7 separate regions of the Mus musculus genome follow, and all the other regions are linked to region 6. The links are chromatin contacts, called in public HiChIP or PLAC-seq, Micro-C and promoter capture Hi-C maps. All regions are on one chromosome and are shown on one strand. Each heading gives the region's core, a stretch centred on a gene start, on an enhancer-like site or on the middle of the called end of the contact. The rest is flanking DNA. Distances are from core to core; before and after follow the strand shown. Region 1 holds the start of Eri2 (exoribonuclease 2). Region 2 holds the start of Rps15a (ribosomal protein S15A). Region 3 holds the start of Acsm3 (acyl-CoA synthetase medium-chain family member 3). Region 4 holds the start of Acsm5 (acyl-CoA synthetase medium-chain family member 5). Region 5 holds the start of Lyrm1 (LYR motif containing 1). Region 6 holds the start of Gprc5b (G protein-coupled receptor, family C, group 5, member B). Region 7 holds the start of Syt17 (synaptotagmin XVII).

Region 1 (2,700 bases), core at 162-2,661, 800 kb before region 6:
AGATAAACCCATCCCTAGACAAGATGATTTTGGTTATGAGGTCATGGTGTTTTATCACAGCAATAGAGACCCTAACTTATACAATGGCCTTGAGCTAAGGTTAGGTATTTACTATTAACCACTTTTTTGAGTTTCTGTTCTAGGGACTGAATTCTGGGCACATGCAAGGCAAGTCCTCTATTACTGAGCCACACTGCTGACTCTTAGCCACACAGTTTTGAGAAATTTCTTTGTACTACATCATTTCTTAGAACTTTTAAGTGGGGATCACCATACTCCCATTTTACAACAAAGAAATGAAGAAAGAGGTTTAAAAGCCACAGCGGGAATGCAGCCTCCGAAGATCAAGCTTTTTAATCTCTGGACTACCGTTTCCAACCCAGGGGACTTTACAAACATCCATCTGCTTTCTAACCATCCCCACCCTAATCTATATTTTTCCCTATCAGTCAGTTATATAACCACAACTTTAACATGAGAAAATGGTTCAGGCTAAGTGCATTTTTAAATATGTAATGAAAATTTTATATTTAAAATTCTCTTTTCGATGAAACATTTAAAAATACAAATACTAGGGCAAACATTCTTATTACTGGTATCATTCCTCCATCTAATCATTTCCCCAGGATAAATTCCCCATCAAAATGACCATTCATTTTTACTTCTTCATAAATATTGTATAAAAACAAGAGAATCCTGTTTAGGTGTGCATGGATATTCCTGAAATATTTTGTTATACGGATCTTAATAAATGTTTGTTAAATGAATATTCTGTGTACCAGACACTAAGTCAGTTTTAAACTATGGAGAGAGCCTGGACGAGGTGGTACAACCAAGGGAGCAGAGTTGAGTGAGGTCAGTGGGTGAGCCCTTACCCTTCGGCAGGGACCCTTCGGGTGCTGGCGAAAGTGACTCCCAGCCACAAGTGACTTCGGGCCAGCCTGCTGGGCTCTCTCCTCTGCTCACCTTGGCTTGTGGCTCGCGGTCCTGAATATGCGAAGGAGGTCCATCCCGCTCTGTAGCCGAGGCCGAGGAGTTCGGGGCCTCCTTCCTCTTCCTGGAGTTCGCCTCCTCCTTCTCTTGCTCCATCAGGCTGTAGGGGAAAGATCAGCTGGAGCTGAGGACCCCGCGGCGACCAGGAAACCGTGTCGCGGCCTCTCTCCAGCAAAGCGCTAGACAGGAGTGACGGTTGGTTTGTCTCTTGAAGCGGCTCAAACCAGTTTACCACTCTTGGCCCTCGCAAAAAAGGCCACAGACCTACGCCTCCTTTCCTCAATTTAAGCCGTCGCGAAGTTTAAAGCGCTCCCTGAGGCGCGTCGTGCGCAGAGCGAGGGGCTCCCGGTCCTCAAGCCTCTGTCCACGCCCCCGGGTCCCGAACCGCCCCCTATGCAACGCCCACAAACCGCTGGCGACGGCCGCCGCCGCTCTACAAGCGCCCGCTTCCCTTGCCGCGCCGGCGTTTAAACAGACCGGAAGTGGGGGCGTCCGACTTCCGGCCGTTGAACTCTGCGAAACCCAGGGTCCGGGGATGGCGACCAAGAGACTGGCGCGGTACGTTAGGGGGTTCCCCTTAGGGTGGGCGGTGTTCATCCGCAGTCGTTTGGTCTGGATCTGAAAAGGGCCCTGGTCTTCTCGGGCCCCACGTCGCCATTCGCGACAAGTTGGAGGAGCCCGAGAAACCCCGGGTCCTCCCTACCGTGGCATGCTCTATCAGGTCTGTTCATTCTAGACCCCTGGGACCTGGAACGTGACAGCTCTGCACACTGTTCTCAGGCAGGTGCCACTGCGCCCAAGTGACCTGCCTAGTCCAGTTTTATTGTCAGAATTACCACAGACTCTCTCAGGTTTTTTGGGGGGGGGTGGGGGGGAATATGCTGTGCACAGATTTTTGGATGCGTTGTACACATTTGTTGAGATTGTGGACACAGTATCAAACTTACCAGGCATAGTGGAATGGACCTACAATACCAGCATGGAAAGTTGGAGGCCAGCCTGGTCCTCATGGTGATGTTCAAGCAGGCGATGGCTAAATAGTGAGACTGTCTCAAAACAACAACAAAACCAGATTCAAAACAAAACCCCTATCTGATGTATTAATGAATAGCATAGGATTCAAGCGTGAAAAGTCCTGTCAAAGGTTAACATACTATGGCCATCTTTAGGCAAATCATTTACTTTTCTCTTGCATAAAATACAGGTTGCAGACATGTCTACCACCTAGAATTGTTTAAAAGAAGTCACCATCCTAATTAAATATTTGCTGAAGAAGTGACTAGTAAATGTTAGTTTTTCATTCCAAATCCCTACATTGGCCTCACGTCTTGTCTTTTTCAAATAGCCAAAATAACTATTCCAGGTGTCTGTCTACTTAAAGTTGTATTCGTCATCATTTGGGATCTTCCCTTCTTTGGACTGCAGTGTATTGCTGTTGGGAGGTTTGTTTGTTTTGTTTTTGTTTTTGTTTTTAATCATAGATTACCTTTCAGTAGTACTCTGGTAATCTTTCTCCCCTCCATTTTTAGAGTTTAAGCACAGGCATCATCCCCTTGGTACATAGCAAAGGCTTGAAAAATACATCTTTATAGTCAATTCCTCGGTACTACTATAAAACGTGAACAGGTAAGAGTAGTGTTTGTGAAGCCCGCTCAGGTAAAATGGACACTAAACTCAAGAGAGGATGGCCATTCGCACAAGGACCTA
Region 2 (2,700 bases), core at 166-2,665, 880 kb after region 6:
AGCTACCCTAATTAACGTGTCTAACCAGAGTTAGACACTTCATCCTAACAAGAGGTTTTTTCCCCCTTTACCCTCATAAACTGTCGTTTGCTCAAGGGCCACACCTGTCTCCTCTCTATGCAGAGGCAGTTCTTTGTTCCCAGGACTTACATCCTTTCCCTCCCTCTCCCTTGTTCCCCTCTCCCTCACCTTCTATCTCCTGTCTTTGTCTCTCATTCCCTGTCCTTTGTTCCTCTGGGGGAAATAAATCTTGTGCCAAACACTGCTGAGCACTGCCACATTTGTGTGGTCTCTCAAAAGCTCCTCTGAGTGGTTCTATCATCCCTGTTTTAGAGATGGAGAAACTGATTTGTCCATTCAGTTTTTTCTTCAACTATATGTCGAGGACCTACTATGTGGCAGATGCTTCTCCAGACTTAGTGTGAACAGCAATGAACGAAGCTTCCCGAACCTCTGTAGGCTTGAAGCTTAATGGTCCAGGCTAGGAGTCAACAGATTCACTTGAGGTGTAACCCCAGTTACAGAAGTGAGGCAGACAGATCACAGGGCTGCATAATAGGAGGAGGAGGAGGAGGAGGAGGAGGAGGAGGAGGAGGAGGAGGAGGAGGAGGAGGAGGAGTGTAACCCCAGTTACAAAAGTGAAGCAGACAGATCACAGGGCTGCATAATAAGAGGAGGAGGAGGAAGAAAAGTGGACCTTAAGCCGGGCATGGTGGCACACGCCTTGAATCCCAGCACTCAGGAGGCAGAGGCAAGCGGATTTTTGAGTTCGAGGCCAGCCTGGTCTACAGTGAGTTCCAGGACAGCCAGGGCTATACAGAGAAACCCTGTCTCGAAAAACAAAAAAACAAACAAAAAAAAAAAAAAAAAAAAAAAAGAGAGAGAGAGCGAGAGAAGCGGACCATGGCAGTAATCCCTGTTACTAGTCAAGATTTTCATGACTCCGGGGACAGCATTGGGCCACTACTGGTCTCCAAAAGCCAAATTCAAGCCAAACCAACCAAAACAATAATAACAAAAGCCAAGTGCTGTGATGTTTAATCTCAGCACTGGGAGGCAGAGGCAGGTGGAGGCTAGAAGTCAGCTTGGTCTTCATAGTTCCAGCCCAGCCGAAGCTACCTAGTGAGTTTCATTGTGGCAAACAAAACTAAACGCAAGAACCCGCAGTGGCGTTAATGCCAAAACCCTAGAGGCTGAGGCAGGACTGCCGCGAGTTTCAGAGCGACTAGCAGCCCACCATTTCTAGTTTCATCTGCCCCTCCCAGAGGAGGCCCCGCCCTCGCATTGGTTGTCCTATAAGAAATCACAGGGTTTTGGGTTTTTTTTTTTTAAGTGTGTGACCATGAAGTCTCGCGATAGCGCTTCCGCTTCCCATAATTCCGTGCGTTTGCCCGGCCCACTCTCTTTCTGCCATCTTCCCTCGCCGGTGAGTGAGTGTTTGTGAAACTCCGTGTTCATCCGTGTGGTATCTGTGCCATCCCTTTACCCCGTGTTCGCTTTCGGAGTCCCGTGGGCCTATAGATCCCTGCAGGGGCCGTAGTCTCCGTCTGCCGGGGTCGGGGGCTATGGGTAGCCCTTTGCGGGAGCCGGCCCACTGCAACAGGCCGGGCTCGGCTCGGGCCGGCGGGGACGGTGGCCCGCGTGGGCCCTGCAGCCTCCGGTGTCTGCGGGAGCTCTGGAGTCCCGAGTGTCCCACGCGGCCGTGGCCAGGGTTGGCGCGGGGAGTTAGGCTCAGCCACTCACTGCCGAGTTAGGGAACCACGTCGTGGTTTACTCTTGGCGCGTAAAATACGCCTTGGCAGCGTCCTGAGGAGCCGTGGAGGTAGCCTATGGGTTGTGGCCGTTCAGTAGGCTGGCTGGGCTCCCTGTCACGTACTGCCTCTTCTCCCGAAAGGGGGTGTGTGTGTGTGTCTGTGTGTTAAATGGTTACCTGTAAATGAGTTAAGTCGCGTTAACCTCTTGACACACTGCTGGCTTTGAAAATCTTGGCAGACGGTGCCAGAACTTTTTCCTAATGACAGTTCCCGCACCCCCACTTTCAGTTTGGCTAGCTGGTCGGTCCCACCATTTCGAAGGCTATCTTCTGTGTGGTGAGGCTCGGCTTGTGTCATTCTCTCCCCAGCTATTTTGTGTGGTGGGTGGTATGAATAGGAGTGTCTTGGAGGGCTAGACTCTGAAGAACAGTGCTGAACAGTCGGGAAATTGTAGTGAATTTTTCCTGGTTCTTGGGAATGTTGCTTAGACCTAGGAAAAGCTAATGGGGGTAGGACAGCATGATTGGGTGTTGATGCAAACCCCGGCTTTTCTTTCCACAGCCACCATGGTGCGAATGAATGTTCTGGCGGATGCTCTCAAGAGCATCAACAACGCTGAGAAGAGAGGCAAACGCCAGGTCCTCATCAGGCCATGTTCTAAAGTCATCGTTCGGTTCTTAACCGTGATGATGAAGCACGGTGAGTATTGGTGTCTTGGGTTTTTGACAGTGCTGGATCTGGGAGGGAAAGACAGTAACCGTTCAAGAAAAGAATGGGTGTGTTGATGCTAACTCCCAAAAATTTTTATGTGATACGGAGCTTTCAGAATTCTGATGCAGAGACTCAGATGAGAGAAAAATCTAATAGGCAAAAAGTTAGTGTTGGCGTAAAGGTTTAGGTCTCAAATTGATGTCTGGTTTGACGCTGGTCACTTGTTTTATAGGAT
Region 3 (2,700 bases), core at 77-2,576, 770 kb before region 6:
ATAGCCACCCACCCATGCTCATGCAAAAACCCTCATTAAACTCGGGGAGTACAGAACAGATGTGAGAGTAGGAGTGGGAGGGCCTTCTCAGGGAGAAGAAGGGGCTTGGGGGGAGCTGGAGGGAGGTGGAAGAGAGAAATAAAGGGTGATATGATCAAAATACATTAGGTATGTATGCAATTGTCAATGAATATGCTTTTAAAAAGGACTTATCTCAATGAACATTTTTAGAAGTCACATTTTTAAAAAGAACAGAAAATTGATCAATCAGTTGGGACTTAAAATGATCTTAAGCATTTTTTTAATAGAAAAAGGAATGTCAACACCCCTTCATCAAATCCATACTATTTCTTTCTTCCCAACAAGGGCTCAGTCAGTTCCTGCCTTTTACAATGCTCTTGTCTTACAATGTCCACTTTCCTATCTGTAAAATCCCTTGCAGGTGAAAGAAAAGATCACTTCTGCATGGCAAATCTAGATTTTACACTAAGCCATGAAATCTTGCTAAGAAAAATTCTAAGAGAGGCACCACTGTCTGGATGGATGTGCTTTTGAAAGAACTTAAAGTCTCATCTGAAATAAGAACTTTGGGTCCATATAGACGGCAGGGCAGAGGGATCTTCCATCTTTCCACATCTCCACAAAGCCCTTCCCCCTGATTAGCCCAAATAACAACGGCAGATACACAGCCTCAAAGCAAAGTACAACTCCATGGTTCTCATCCACAAAAAGACCTTGTCTTAATTCCCACCCTCAATATACTGCTTTAGATTATCCCTTGTCCTGGAGAGAAGACGTTTTCAAGAGGTAGTTTGTGTACTTCTGGATAGTTAGAAGATGAACTTCCATCTGTCATTGAGCAGGGTTCAGTCAAGCTCCTACTCGCTTTTTTTTTTTTTTCCAAAACATTTTATCATGGAAACATACGAAGCCATTATTAAAACCCAAATCTCACCAAAAAGCCTAAGCTGAAAACTCAGCTGCCCTGCCAGCCATGTCCTGGGGGTGCTCTCTCCCAACCTCCTCCTCAGTGCTCCCATGGCAGCTGAAAGACTCTGAGTTTAGAAACCCCTCTGCCACCCATGGCTTCACAGAGCATTTTCTGAAGTTGCTGGTATTGTTTGCTGAACATTTATAAAGAAAACCTGCACTGTTGCAGGAAGTCTTACCCAGGAAAAGAAATTGGATCCTCACTAAAGATACTGCTTCCCACACAGCTGGAGTGATAGTAGACCCGCTTAATGGAAGAGAAAGCCAACTTCTCACCTCTGCTTTAGTGTTGGTGGTGGATCAAAGTGGACGGAGTTTGACGGAGGAGTCAGACTGGCCGGCAGTGCCTTTCCTTAATTGGTGGATATATTGGTGGGAGGAGCGTGAATGTTTACATAACCCTGGCCTGTCTTACTTAACCTTCTTAACAGGTAATGTTATCTGTACACACAGCAGAGTTTTAGTAGGCTGGGAAGGCAGTGCGTGTGCTTTTACTAGGAGGGAAAGGCTTGCTGAAAAGCAACCGGAATCCGGGGCTTACACATGCCTCACTCAGCCCTTCAGAGGTGGAGGCAGTGTTTCTCAGCTTGCCAGTGATTCAGAGAAGTGTAACAAGCCATGGTGTCTTCTCTGACCCAGACCTCACCGCTCGGCCTTCCTGCTCTGCTGTAGTCACAGCAGCCCCGCTGCTTGCCTAAGACACAGGCGTGTTCCAGCCTAGAGATCCTTGAGCTCCCGGCCTGTAACTCTTCCCACGGCCAAAGCCTCATTTGGTGAGATATCCTATCCCAGGCCTTTCTTCCCAACCTAGAAATCTTCATTGATTTTTTTCCTGCTTTTAACTTTTTTAAAAAAATTTTTTTTTCATTTCTGAACACCGACTTTGAAAATAAGAACTTTGCTTTATTTACTGATGGATCCTCAGTGTAGATATTAACTAGTAACAAATGTTAGCCATCTAGTAAATGTTTCATGTGATATGTGAACAGATGGCTCTTCCAATTGTATATGATAAAAATCCAACTCAAATTTAACTCAAATTCCAACTTAAATACTGGAATTAATAAGCTGGGCACGTTGGCCCATACTTTTAATCTCAGTGCTTGGGAGGCAGAGACAGGTGGATCTCTGAGAGTTTAGGGCTAGCCTGGTGTACACAGTGAGTTCTAGGACAGCAATGGCTTTCATAGATAAGAGCCTGTCACACAAGCAAGCAAGCAAGCAAACAAAAAATGAATTGGTCCCCTTTTAAAAATTGATCTTTTACAAATTTGATTTCTGGAAATTTACTATGTAAATAGTCACACTGTGTGTGAAGAGTGAGTTTTATTTCATCCTTTCAGATCTTTATGCTGTTTTTCTTTGCTCTGCTCCACTCCGCTCTGCTCTGCATTGCTTTGCTTTGCTTTGCTTTGCTTTGCTCTGCTCCGCTCCGCTCCGCTCCGCTCCGCTCTGCATTGCTTTGCTTTGCTCTGCTCTGCTCCGCTCCGCTCCGCTCTGCATTGCTTTGCTTTGCTTTGCTTTGCTTTGCTCTGCTCTGCTCCGCTCCGCTCCGCTCTGCATTGCTTTGCTTTGCTTTGCTTTGCTTTGCTTTGCTTTGCTTTGCTTTGCTTTGCTTTGCTTTGCTTTGCTTTGCTTTGCTTTGCTCTGCTCCGCTCCGCTCTGCATTGCTTTGCTTTGCTTTGCTTTGCTTTGCTTTGCTTTGCTTTG
Region 4 (2,700 bases), core at 41-2,540, 530 kb before region 6:
TACCGAGACTGCAAGCAGAGTGTGCACTTGAGGCTAACACAACAGCTAGGTTTCTTAAGTGCCAGGAGCTGCCAGTGGTCAGAGCTGTTTTAGGGCCTTGCTGTTCAGGGGATAGGACCTTAGAGCATGAGTGGTCCCCAGAGCTGTGCCTTGGCTCCCACCTGTGAGTGTGACTCTGCATGTTCACAGGATCCCAGAGATATCTGTAGCCTGGGGACACTTTCAGTTTCAGTCCCTTGGGGCAAATTCCTCTAGTGATAACAGAACAGGGTAACAGTAAGACAATGATAATAGTTTAAACAGCAGGAAAGGCCCATTCCCACAACCACTGAAGGCTGACTGTGCACAGAGCATATTGCGAAAACAAAAACAAAAAACAAAAAACCCAACAACAATTTCACATCAATAAATTGCCCATGCACCTGAAACTATCCATGCTTTTGTAAGTAACTCTAATTAAACTCACTGGGTTCAGGAAATAATAACTTAAAAAACCAAAAATGCCAGAGAGGGACTAGTTGAGAAGGAGGAAGAGGGAGAGGAGGAGGAGGGAGAGGAGGAGGAGGAGGAGGGAGAGGAGGAGGAGGAGCAGGAGGAGGAGGAGGGCATCAGTGGGGATGGAAAGGGACAAAGAGTGGAAACGAGGATGATTAGGATGAAAACACATTTTATCCGGGTCTGAAAAGCCTCGCTGAAACCCATTATTGTGTATAATAACATAAGCGCTCGATCAACGGTAAGAACTACACAAAAAGCTTTTCATGAAGCCCTGTGACAACTCTCTCCCAAATTCTACTTTCCTCATTAGAGGAGGCGGCTTAGAAGGGAAACAGTTACTTCCGACTCTCACTTTCCAGAAAAGTCTAGGTTCAGCCTTTGGCTCGTAGCCACTAACACCGGGTTTAGAGCCTCGGATCTCCCGGACATCGCTCCTGTATTCTGCCTCACACACACCCGTTTCTTTGACTCTTCCCTTCTTGATGGCTGACCTCCACAGCCTTCAGGTCTTTCCTGACAATTTCCTAAGGTCACATTGTGCCATTCCTATCCTTGATTTAATCCCCAAAGGTCTCTGGGTAGGTGGCACGTGCCAGTGAAGGGTTTCTTGCTCAGTTACCTTGTTTTAAAATCTGAGGTACACAAAAGGCATCTGCGTTTCACTGCAGCAGCAAGGCAGACCTAAAAGCTCCTGAGAAGATTTCCCCAGAAGCGATGAAGGCAGGATTGGGACAGGGAGCTTTAGCCCCAAGCACAGCCTGGAGAAAACAGGGTTAGAAGTCAGCAGCTTCAAGTTTCAGAGGGTCAGGACACTGTGAGCTGGTGAAAGCAGCTCCCTGCCAGGGTTTCCCAGGCAAACAGTGCCTGCAAGATAAACCTTGGCCTGGAGTCAGCCTGTTAGGGACTGGCACACTAGTACACGTGCTCCCTGGAATTCAAATGAGAGCTTTATGCTGCTTTAACAGAAAGGACAATAAACCAGATCCTATCTGTTTTTCACCTGAATGCCCCCTTCTGCACCCCCAATACCCTTTGCCCAGGGCTTAAAGATAAAAAATGTGACCCTGAAGGAATAGCTTGGCAAAGGATGTGAGCAGGATTCTTTGAACGAATAAAATGGCTCTTGGATGGGGGCCAAGGCAGGACAATTACATAAATTTACTGGAAAGAAAAAAAAACTGGATATTACCTAAATAAAGCTGTTGAGATCAAATAGAAAGCTTTCTAATGCTCCCTACTTCCTCAAGGGTTAAAGCCAAAGCTGTGATATGGGTGCATGGCAGGCAGGCAGGCTGCTTCTTTGAGAACAGCAGCAAAAAACCATCCTGATCCACAGCCATTGGGATGCCATTAGTGTAGCTATCACCAGAACCAGCTTCCGAAGCTCCCACAGGTTAATTTGTGCTCCACCCCACCCCGTAATTGTTTCCAGCACAGTGCAGCTCCATGCCTGAGTCTTCCTGCCCAGATGCCCCTTCTACACGGTATCCTACCTTAAAGTCTCACATGGAACAGCCCCGGGACTCCCTCAGACCAGAACTGTCTCCACCAGCAGTCTTTTGCCACTCCTCCTCTGACCACCATTCCTCCCTCTCTAGGACGGGCCCCTTTCTAATGCTGTGTAGTTTTAGTTGCTGTGTAGTTTTAGTTAATTCCCAGTGTGTCTCCCCTTCACACAGGCACATCAGGACACGTGGGTGTAGATTTGGGATCCTCTGCACTCTGGCACTCCTGCACTCAGAATACTCCTTCATTTGGGAGAGGTCGTGATTCTTTGTTGAGTCCTCAAGTAGCAAAGGTGAAGATTCATTTAATATTTTTTCACTGCCAGATACTGTGTTGGGGTTTTCCATGGGTAATAAGTTCAAAGTGATTTCTGTGTTTTGCTTTTTTTATTGTATGTATGTATGTATGTATGTATGTATGTATGTATGTATGTATTTTTGGATAAAATCTAACCTGACAAAGTCCCCATACCCCAGCACAGGACCTCAGAGCATTGTTCTTAACACTAGAGGGGGATGAGGGGTTGTCACACAGGCTGTGTAGCAATCATACGCCATGTTCCTCCTCTGATCTCGTCAGGTCAACCAGGCCCATGTCCACGTGAGCAGCATTTCTTTCTCCCTGACTGCCTTGGCCACAGTGTCTTCACTGGGTCCTAGGCAATAAGCCCATGCCTGAATTTGCAGCAGTTTCTAG
Region 5 (2,709 bases), core at 6-2,505, 900 kb before region 6:
TCCAGAGAGCATAGGAGATTCCTTCCCAAACTGTTTTCTCTAGAGAAACATCTTTGGTTTCACATTCTCCCATACATTTCGTATCCAGTTCAGCATTCAGTCTGGAATGCTCAAGCTCCCAAATACATTATGAATCAATTCTCTTAATTTCCATGTTTCCACCACTGTCATCTCTCATGGCCTTAGCAACAGCCCTTTAACTACCTTCTTTTATCCAGCAGCAATTTTTTTAAATGTAAATTAAGGTTTGGTCATTCATTACACTTCAGGGAAGTAATACAAAGGCCAAAACCTTGCTATTTCTGCAACTCCAAGACTTCTTTCTCGTCTGCCTTTTGTTTAAAATGTTACCCACAAGGCAGTTCCTTCTCCCATTCTCTTTTCCTCTTAAACCTGGAAGAGGCCTTCTCACCACACCATTCAGCTTCTGGGGCAGCTGCTATTCTCTGCATTCATTTACTTATTAATGAAAAGTTCAGAAACAAGACTTCCTTCATTTTGTCATTTGCTCATCTTAGTAATGAAACTAGCCTTCATCATCACCTGAAGTCTGATTCCTACATCCGGGATCGTTTGGGTGGCCTTTCTCAAGGCCAGCACCTCTCCAGCCTCCTACAACTGCCCCGTCGCCTTCCATTTATAATCGAAAAGTCTGAAGGGTCCCAGGCAGGATCTCTCCCACGTGCCAGTTCCCTTAGGCAGGTCTCCCGAGGCCAGCAGCGATGACACCAGTCGCCCTCGCGAGGCTGGGGTCATACAGGCGCGTCTCCTAGCAACCCCACACCGGCATCTCATCCCTGGCCCTGGGAAGCCAACCCCTTTCCCCAGTCCCCCGCGACTGGAGCCGGCGTCTCCATCCTTACACTCACTCAGCGTCACTCCTGCTTTTCCCCACCCACAGGAGCCGGCTGGGAAGAGGCGGTGCCAGGAGCTCTGCCGAGCCTTGGCCACACCGGGCTGTATCCAGCAGGTCCAGTAGGCCAGGCCGGGCCAAACCACCGGGCGGACCGCTGTGTTAGCATGAGGCCCAGGTTAGAGGTCGTCTCAAACCTCCTGAAACTTCCAGATTTAGCCGACTCCCCGCCGCACTCAACAACTGAGCTAACCTCCCTCTCCTCCAGCCTTCCCTTTCACCCTTTCGTTATCCCCTTGCCCCATTTCTAGTCAGAAAATGGCCTGGCCCAGCTCCTAGCCCACCCTCCGCCGCTCCCCGCCTTGCCCTTACTTGGAGACGGCTTCGGACGTCCTCGCGTACGTCGTGACGTCACCCTCCTCGTTCCTGTCCCCGCCCCTCTCCCATTCTCTCCCTCCTCGAGCCAGCGGCCGGCGGGGTTACCGGAAGTGATGATGCAGGAGGCAATGGAGGGGGCGGGGCTTCGGGGCGGCCGCCGCCGGTGGGCTGCAGATGAGGAGGAGGCGGCGGCCGCGGTGGCAGAAAAGGCGGCGGCGGCGGGGGTAGGGAGCCTGGAAACGCAAGCGGGGATGGTAGGTAGTTTGGACCCGCCGGGCCGCCGTCGTTTCCAGAAAGGGTTTGACTGGAGGAACCTCTGGAGCAGCTGTGAGTTTGGAGGGGGGGAGTTGAGGAAAAGGGGGGAGCGTTGAGAGATGAAGGGGCGGGGGTTCGGTTCCTTCGAGAAAGGGGGTGGTGGTGGAAAGGGAGGAGTGCATATCAGCGCCTTGTCTGGACTGGTCCCTCTGGAAGAAGAGGCTGTGAGGGGAGCCTGTGGCTTGTCAAGCGCAAGGCTCCGAAAACTTACCTACTGTCCCTGCCTGTCCATCGCCAGCACCCCTCAATCCCGGGCCTGGGGACCTGGGGCTGTAGATCCCCGGGGAGGGTCTGCAGACTCTGAGCTGAAAGTCCAGGGTAAGAGCCGTGAGGTAGGAGCCCAAGGGGGAGGTGGTGGGTGAATCTGCAGCTCCCTCCCTGATTTTTCTCCCCACCCCCATCCTTTTCTGTAATCGTTAACAGCTCTGGAATTAAGGGGCTCAGACCTGAAGGCCTTTCAGTGCACCTTTGCTATAAACGATAACCATCTGTGCCTGAGGTAATGGGGCTGGAGGGTTTGCCTATATCCTGTTTAGGAAGTGGGACGGGATGACAAATGTATTGTTTTTTCCATCCCCATCTCTTATCTCCCCTCATACACACCTCTGTTTCATACTTTAATTCTCTGTGGTTAAGTGGCAGTCGTGGACACCCTCTCCCCTTTGTGGCACTTAGTACCTCAGCTACCTCTTTTGAATTTGGTGTTCAGCCTCTATCCCAGCTCCTAACTGCAAGCTTTGTAGTACTTCAGTTATGGTCTGTGTCACATTGGGGAGTACCTCACAACGCCGCCTGGCTCCCGATTATAATGAACATTTTCTTTTATGAATACTAGAATTCCAGAGCTCTTCCAAGGCATCATAAGTGGCTTCATAGCCCAGGAATCAAGGTCTCTCGCTCTAAATACTTTATATGTGAGGAATTTACATGTTGTCAACTCTTTCCAAAAATGATTTGATGTTAGGCTAATTCTGGATTTCTGTGTTTCTCTCCACCCACACTTCATGATGCACTTCAGAGAACAGAAAACCCTATATTACTGTTTTTGTTTCTACAGTTGGACAATAGCTCTTTTATGCCTGTCTCGATTTGTATGTCTTACAATCAGCTTGATTTTTTTATCTTATTTAGCCGATGCCTTGTGTATAGGTGGTCGTAGAAGA
Region 6 (2,700 bases), core at 91-2,590:
CTCACCCAACACTGAACGGAACTTTCAAAGGCCAGATGCCTGTGCGGAGAACTTTACAATGTATTCCAGGTGTACACCAGTGGTCACATATTAAAACAGTCTGGGTTACACAGTTGAGGTCCTGAAGACCAGGAAGGCAAACGTTTAAAAGCTGTCGGTGTCAATTCCACAAACTACCACCAGGGGACAGTGCACATCCACGTTCCAGTTCTTCGGTCTGACCAGTACTAGCTTGGGAAGACCTTGTCCTGCAAAACATTTAACAAACGCCTACTGTGTACCAAGCCCTGTTTCTGGCGCCGGGACAATGTCGCTAACATGGGGAAGGGCTGTGTCATAGGAGCACGTCCCTTACATGTGTCCTTAAAATATACATATGTGTGTGTGTGTGTGTGTGTGTGTGTGTGTGTGTGTGTGTGTGTGTGTATTCACAGAGACGCATAGCCAAGCTCTATGTGGCCTGACCCTGGAGAAAACTAACTTGAAGAAAGAGAGAAAAGGACTTTCAGGGACTAAGAAAAGGTAAGGAACAACCCGAGACTGACAGCTCGCTGCAGGGGATGCCGAAGCGCAGTCTCCCTAAGCCTAGCCTAGATGATGCTGACCTCAGACAGCCAGGTGAGCGATGTCCCAGACTCCTCCAGCATGTATGTCCGATGCCTGCCCTGTGGTCACTGGAGGTATCTGTGCCCTGAGCGTCAGTGCAGCGCACAGCCAGAATCTGGTCTCTCTAGGTATGTGTGCCCAAGAGAGTGGCGGGTGTGTGCCTATGTGAATGATGTGTAAGAGATGGTGGTGATCTTGTACACGGACCATCGTGAGGAGGTCACCTCGGTGATGGTCACGTTTGGGATAGCCAAAGATATCGGTGCTGGGTTCAGTGTGCTTAAAGAGGAAAGGACGGGCTGGAGCAGGGTGGAAGAGGGCAGGGAATGTGCTCATCGGGGACCTTCCTAAGTGCATCACAGCGAGGCTTTGGTGACTTTAGAACGCATGCAGTAGAACCTTGTCCAAGACCTGCTGCCGGTGTGTGAGGGGAGTGCCCCTCTAGGATCCTCGTAGGAATATTGCGTCCTATGTGGCTGAGGATGTTTCTACAGATCAATCTGAGCAACTGTGCGTCTGGACTCTTAATAGGGAGGAGGAGATGTCCTCGAATTTGGGGCACCAGGAGTTTTGGGTGAGAAAGCCGTCTTAGCGCTCCGAGCAAGCCAGGAAGGCGCCTGGGGATGCGAGCAAGCTGTGGCTCTGGTCCTGGTGGTGAGCAGAGCTGCAGACCCGGCAGGGGCGGGGCTTGCTGGGGCGGGGCCTAACGGAGAGGCGGGGCCGCGGCTGCTGCAGCGCGGGCCGGGCCAGGGGGCGCCTCGCGCGGCCGCAGCTCGGAAGGGCGATGCAGTGAGGCGGGCTCGGCTGGCGGGCGTGCGCGGAGCGGGGGCCGCGGGCGCGCTGCAGAGATGTGACTTGGGCCCAGGGCCAGCAGGAGCGTCGGCGCTGCGGGGACGCGAGGGTCGGTGAGTACCAGCCAGCGCGGGCACGGGGAGGGCGCCGTAGGGACCCCAGAAACTTTTCCCGCCGTGATTTTGGAAAGATCCGGAGCGGATCCTGGCTCGTGCTTTTTCTGTTCTCCCTTCTCCCCCTCCTCCTCCTCCTTGGGGTACATCTGCAGAAGCCGTGGGGTTCGAGTGAGGGGTGCCACAGTGCGGCGGGAGAGGAGCCGCATTGGACCGACCGAGGGCAGTGGTTTGGGGACCTTTATCTGGTGGGGGAATCCACGAACTAAGGCTCTGACTATGGTCCGGGGTGAGGACAGACTACAAGCGTCTGGGAATAAAGGGGAATCTGGCCCTGTGCTAGTGACCCCTGTGAGGGACGTCGCCTGCAGGTTCCAGGGGGCCTGGCGGTTGGTGGGGTGCGAGGACAGCCAGGGTGCTGGTCCTGAACTAAGCACTACATGGCCTGAGGCAGGGGCCGGCCTTTGGAGACCTGAAATCTCACCTGCCGCAGGGTCTGGGGAACCCAGCTTGCAGCCCGCAGTGGCCACGCACTCTTGGAAAAAGGCGCGAGAGGGTGGGCACCACAGGGAGGGAATCTGAAGCTGGGGGACAAATAGTGGGCTGGCAATCTAGGGGCGGCTGCTTATGGTGAAGCGGAAGAATTTCTATCCCAGGCGAGGGCACTTGGGCCTCTGAGGAAAGCAGCCAGGCTAGGGGTAAGGACTACCCAGTGCAACGTCCCCTCTTCCTAGGGGACTGGGGCTCGAAGCCCCAAAGGACCCCACACATTTCATGGACCTGGTGGGAGAGATGAGCACAGATGAGGATCCAGCACCCCTCCTTGGCCGGCGGTAGCTGATTAAACAGTTTTGGATCGGCCCACCGACCTTGCTCCAGAGGACGCCCCCAGATCAGAGTGTTCATCCCCCTGTTCTAGCTCGGCCTAGCCAGTTACCCCCTTCTTCTTCTGTTCGCCAAGGGGGCGGCTCTTTGGAAGAGGGACAAAGGCCCCGGGAGTGTGGCGGGCACCATCGTCCCTGCCTGGGGCCCCCAAGCACACGCGCCGCATCGGCCGCCGGACTGCGCCGGGGTGGGGGCACCTGAGCAGCGTCCAGAAAGCTCCGGGGGTCCCCACAAAGACAAGAGGATGCAGAAGAGGCTAAGCACACCCCGTAGACAAAGCACTTGAGAACGTTATTTCCTAAGT
Region 7 (2,700 bases), core at 155-2,654, 550 kb after region 6:
AGTTCAAACCCCCTGCACCCATGTAAGAGCCGAGTGTGGTAGTGTGTTACCCTAGCGCCGGGGAGTCCGAGACAGGGGGACTCAGTGGCTCACTGGCCAACCAGCCTTGTGTTGATGAGCTCCACATTCTGTCCTGGTCCAGACCCTGTGTCCAAAAAAAAAATCAGGCAGAGCAACTGAGGAAGGCACCTGACACTAACCTGTTCTCCACATACAGGTGTGCACAGTTACGTACAGGAAAATGTACGTATGCCACATGTGTACATGTGTATACACAAATACACGGGAAAAATAAACTCTCTCTCTCTCTTTTTTTTTTTAATTTTAACTTACAAAAAAAAAATCCAGTCGGGAATGACAGTATATATCTATAATCTCAGAACTTGGGAGGGTAAAGCAGGAGAATGAAGAGTTCTGGGCTCACCTGAGCCACAGGTTACCCCATCTCAGAACAGCCAGCAAGCAACCAAGCATATACGAGGTCTGTGAAGAAAACTGCAACCCATGGGCAAAGGGAGCCAGGATCATATGTTGGAGGCAGAAGGCAGCTGGAAAAAATAACACAAGGGGAAGGGCTAGAGTATTAAATCTGAGCTGGACTGGGCTATCTCCAGCCTTAGAGGGCTCGCCTTGATTTGTTTACGAGGAAGGGTGGGAGTGAGCAAGAGCCAAGAAGATGTTAACATCTGGGAAGAAACCCAGACGGTCTCCTCCTTACTGGCTCCCTGTGCACCCCAAAGCCCTGACTTGGGCTGCACCTCCCTTTCCGTCTAGGATCTGTCTTAAGCTGGTCATGAGGATTTGACACCTGCCAAGTGGGTTAATACCACCATGTTTCCTTTTAAATCATGAAATCCCGGGTCTGTAAAAAAAAAAAAAAAAAAAAAAAAAAAAAATGGCTTAGCTGGCAAAAGCGCTTGCCACAAAGTCTGATGACCTAAGTTTGATCCTTGGAACCAGGTGGAGGAGGTTAGAGGATGGTCTCCTGAGACTCATCCTCTGACCTCCACATGGTGTCGTGGATGTGTGTGAATGCACACACACACACACACCCACACACACACACACACACACACAGAGAGAGACACACAGAAGAAATGTTATAATTTTTCAAAAGAAAATAAATCCTGGGTCCATAGAGGAGTCCTTCTTGGAAGAAGAGGAGGGGGCTTAGAGCTCAGGAACCTATGGGGAGAAGATGGGGTAAGGGGTGGAACCACACCAGGGAGGGAGGATCAGCTCCTGGCTCCCTCCCAGCCCCTCCCCCATTTGTGGGTGGTCGAAGGATGCTCTCTACCAGCAGGATTGGAGCAGGATTGGAAGGTAGGGCCCTGGCAGGGGCGGGGGAGTCAGCCTGTCAGTTTAGCTAATCAGGCCCTCTTGGGTTGGCTTCTGGCTATTTCAGTCTGAGAAGGTTTTCGAGTCCCCCAAAGTGTGGCTGTGTGCTGAGTAGCATGACGAGCTATCTACCCGCTCTGATTCATAACAGCACACGGTGCACATCAAATGGAAACGCTCACAGTTCCCGTTTATTCGCTGTTAGTTAACCAAGAGGCTCCCAGCAGCCCTGCAAACATAGCCATACCTTGGTAGTAAAGTCAGCTCCCTCCCCAAAATGGTGAGTGCGAAGGAAGACGCGGGCTGCTTTCTGTTGTTTTTGTCTTGCTGTTCTTTGAGTTGCTGGAATATTGCTAAACTGGTCTCTCTCTCTCTCTCTCTCTCTCTCTCTCTCTCTCTCTCTCTCTCTCTCTCTCTCTCTCCCTCTCTCTCTCTCTCTCTCTCCCACCCGCCCAACCCTGGCTTCACCGTGGCTCTCTAAAAGGGCAGTTGGAACCACTGAACGAGGTGGGTTAATTCAATCATCTGTTTGGTCTGGATTCTAATCAAATGCTTGCCTTTCCGTTTGGAGTCTGGTGTGGGGCTGGGGCATGATTGAGTACTGAGTCACAGGGTATTAAGAAGGGTACAGTTTCTATTCCCTTCTACCAAAAGGGAGACCCTGACAAAAGGGGCATTGCTGGACAGACAGCGTGTGTGTCCCAACTCAACCGGTCTCCCCCAGTTTAGTTGCATGTCCCTGGGGCTATTTTTCCTGAAGTATCTTTTTCTCTTTTGCCAGGAGAGAACCCTATGCATTGTGTGTTTGAGAACATATTGTCTGGCCCTCTCTATGTTGTGATAACCACCCACCTGTCAAGAAAGGCACACACATACACTACCAAGGCAAACACCTGCAAGCGCTCGGCTTGCTCCAAGTATCTGCAGCCACTTCTGTTTGCTGTCCCGTATGCCACAGTGCATAAATAAGAGAGAAAAAAAATTTTTTTTTCTTCTACCAGCAATTCTGCTCTGGGAATTTTCATTTATCTGGGAATTTATTTATCATGGGTGGGGCAATCCCAGATGGGCTGTTTATAATTTGGGGTGTTCTCTCTCTCTCTCTGCCCCCCCCCCGCAATGGCCCCAGGGCTTGCTTTCTAGAATCTCTGACGTGCTGCTGTGCGGCTGGACTTGCCAACACTGCTGTCAGAGGTGCTATGAGTCCAGCTGCTGCCAGTCCAGTGAAGATGAAGTGGAGATCTTGGGGCCTTTCCCTGCCCAGACTCCTCCATGGCTGTGAGTACCCCGCTTGGGAGTTTACCTCCCAGCAGCCTCTCCCCTGGAGGGTGGGCAGGGTGGGGGATACACTGAGTTTCCATG

Evidence for each region. Promoter capture Hi-C pulls out the DNA fragments that hold promoters and counts their contacts. A called contact is a pair of places that touch in the nucleus more often than the background predicts. HiChIP or PLAC-seq counts read pairs in DNA pulled down with a chosen protein or histone mark. Capture Hi-C pulls out chosen DNA fragments and counts their contacts.
Region 1: an H3K27ac HiChIP or PLAC-seq map of embryonic stem cells shows a contact between it and region 6, with 3 times the contacts expected there. The contact joins the promoter of Eri2 here to the promoter of Gprc5b in region 6. A contact is called at or near these places in 1 of 484 Hi-C or Micro-C datasets (cortical neurons) and 2 of 115 datasets of contacts at active chromatin or transcription factors (astrocytes and embryonic stem cells).
Region 2: a promoter capture Hi-C map of adipose tissue shows a contact between it and region 6, with 3 times the contacts expected there. The contact joins the promoter of Rps15a here to the promoter of Gprc5b in region 6. A contact is called at or near these places in 1 of 484 Hi-C or Micro-C datasets (muscle stem cells), 2 of 115 datasets of contacts at active chromatin or transcription factors (astrocytes and embryonic stem cells) and 2 of 9 other capture datasets (adipose tissue and liver).
Region 3: an HNF4G HiChIP or PLAC-seq map of pancreatic cancer cells shows a contact between it and region 6. The contact joins the promoter of Acsm3 here to the promoter of Gprc5b in region 6. A contact is called at or near these places in 2 of 115 datasets of contacts at active chromatin or transcription factors (embryonic stem cells and pancreatic cancer cells) and 1 of 9 other capture datasets (pancreatic islet).
Region 4: an H3K27ac HiChIP or PLAC-seq map of SST interneurons shows a contact between it and region 6, with 13 times the contacts expected there. The contact joins the promoter of Acsm5 here to the promoter of Gprc5b in region 6. A contact is called at or near these places in 2 of 39 promoter capture datasets (embryonic stem cells and neural stem cells), 1 of 15 datasets of contacts at CTCF or cohesin (embryonic stem cells), 16 of 484 Hi-C or Micro-C datasets (the G1E-ER4 cell line, the Patski cell line, the STO cell line and 11 more) and 14 of 115 datasets of contacts at active chromatin or transcription factors (SST interneurons, astrocytes, differentiating embryonic stem cells and 8 more).
Region 5: a promoter capture Hi-C map of pre-B cells shows a contact between it and region 6, with 3 times the contacts expected there. The contact joins the promoter of Lyrm1 here to the promoter of Gprc5b in region 6. A contact is called at or near these places in 1 of 39 promoter capture datasets (pre-B cells) and 1 of 115 datasets of contacts at active chromatin or transcription factors (astrocytes).
Region 7: a Micro-C map of embryonic stem cells shows a contact between it and region 6, with 4 times the contacts expected there. The contact joins the promoter of Syt17 here to the promoter of Gprc5b in region 6. A contact is called at or near these places in 1 of 39 promoter capture datasets (embryonic stem cells), 3 of 15 datasets of contacts at CTCF or cohesin (embryonic stem cells, large pre-B cells and stem cell-derived epiblast-like cells), 9 of 484 Hi-C or Micro-C datasets (embryonic stem cells and nephron progenitors), 4 of 115 datasets of contacts at active chromatin or transcription factors (embryonic stem cells and pancreatic cancer cells) and 3 of 9 other capture datasets (adipose tissue, embryonic stem cells and liver).

Annotation. Positions count from the first base shown.
Region 1 is chr7:119,792,769-119,795,468 of GRCm38.p6, reverse strand. It overlaps Eri2 (exoribonuclease 2), which reads left to right and starts at 1,411. Exons shown (of 9, transcript NM_027698.5): 1 at 1,411-1,551. The coding sequence starts at 1,529. Rexo5 (RNA exonuclease 5) reads right to left here and starts at 1,347. Exons shown (of 20, transcript NM_001370778.1): 1 at 1,258-1,347; 2 at 967-1,093. The coding sequence starts at 1,089.
Region 2 is chr7:118,114,862-118,117,561 of GRCm38.p6, reverse strand. Rps15a (ribosomal protein S15A) reads left to right here and starts at 1,415. Exons shown (of 5, transcript NM_170669.2): 1 at 1,415-1,426; 2 at 2,316-2,453; 3 at 2,698-2,700. The coding sequence starts at 2,321.
Region 3 is chr7:119,759,549-119,762,248 of GRCm38.p6, reverse strand. It overlaps Acsm3 (acyl-CoA synthetase medium-chain family member 3), which reads right to left and starts at 1,326. Exons shown (of 15, transcript NM_212442.2): 1 at 1,267-1,326.
Region 4 is chr7:119,524,855-119,527,554 of GRCm38.p6, reverse strand. Acsm5 (acyl-CoA synthetase medium-chain family member 5) reads right to left here and starts at 1,290. Exons shown (of 14, transcript NM_178758.3): 1 at 1,118-1,290. It also overlaps a transcript of Pdilt not described here.
Region 5 is chr7:119,894,407-119,897,115 of GRCm38.p6, reverse strand. It overlaps Lyrm1 (LYR motif containing 1), which reads right to left and starts at 1,255. Exons shown (of 4, transcript NM_001285959.1): 1 at 1,226-1,255. Dcun1d3 (DCN1, defective in cullin neddylation 1, domain containing 3 (S. cerevisiae)) reads left to right here and starts at 1,371. Exons shown (of 3, transcript NM_001163703.1): 1 at 1,371-1,558.
Region 6 is chr7:118,993,851-118,996,550 of GRCm38.p6, reverse strand. It overlaps Gprc5b (G protein-coupled receptor, family C, group 5, member B), which reads left to right and starts at 1,340. Exons shown (of 4, transcript NM_022420.2): 1 at 1,340-1,511.
Region 7 is chr7:118,442,264-118,444,963 of GRCm38.p6, reverse strand. It overlaps Syt17 (synaptotagmin XVII), which reads left to right and starts at 1,404. Exons shown (of 8, transcript NM_138649.2): 1 at 1,404-1,618; 2 at 1,828-1,845; 3 at 2,468-2,616. The coding sequence starts at 1,616.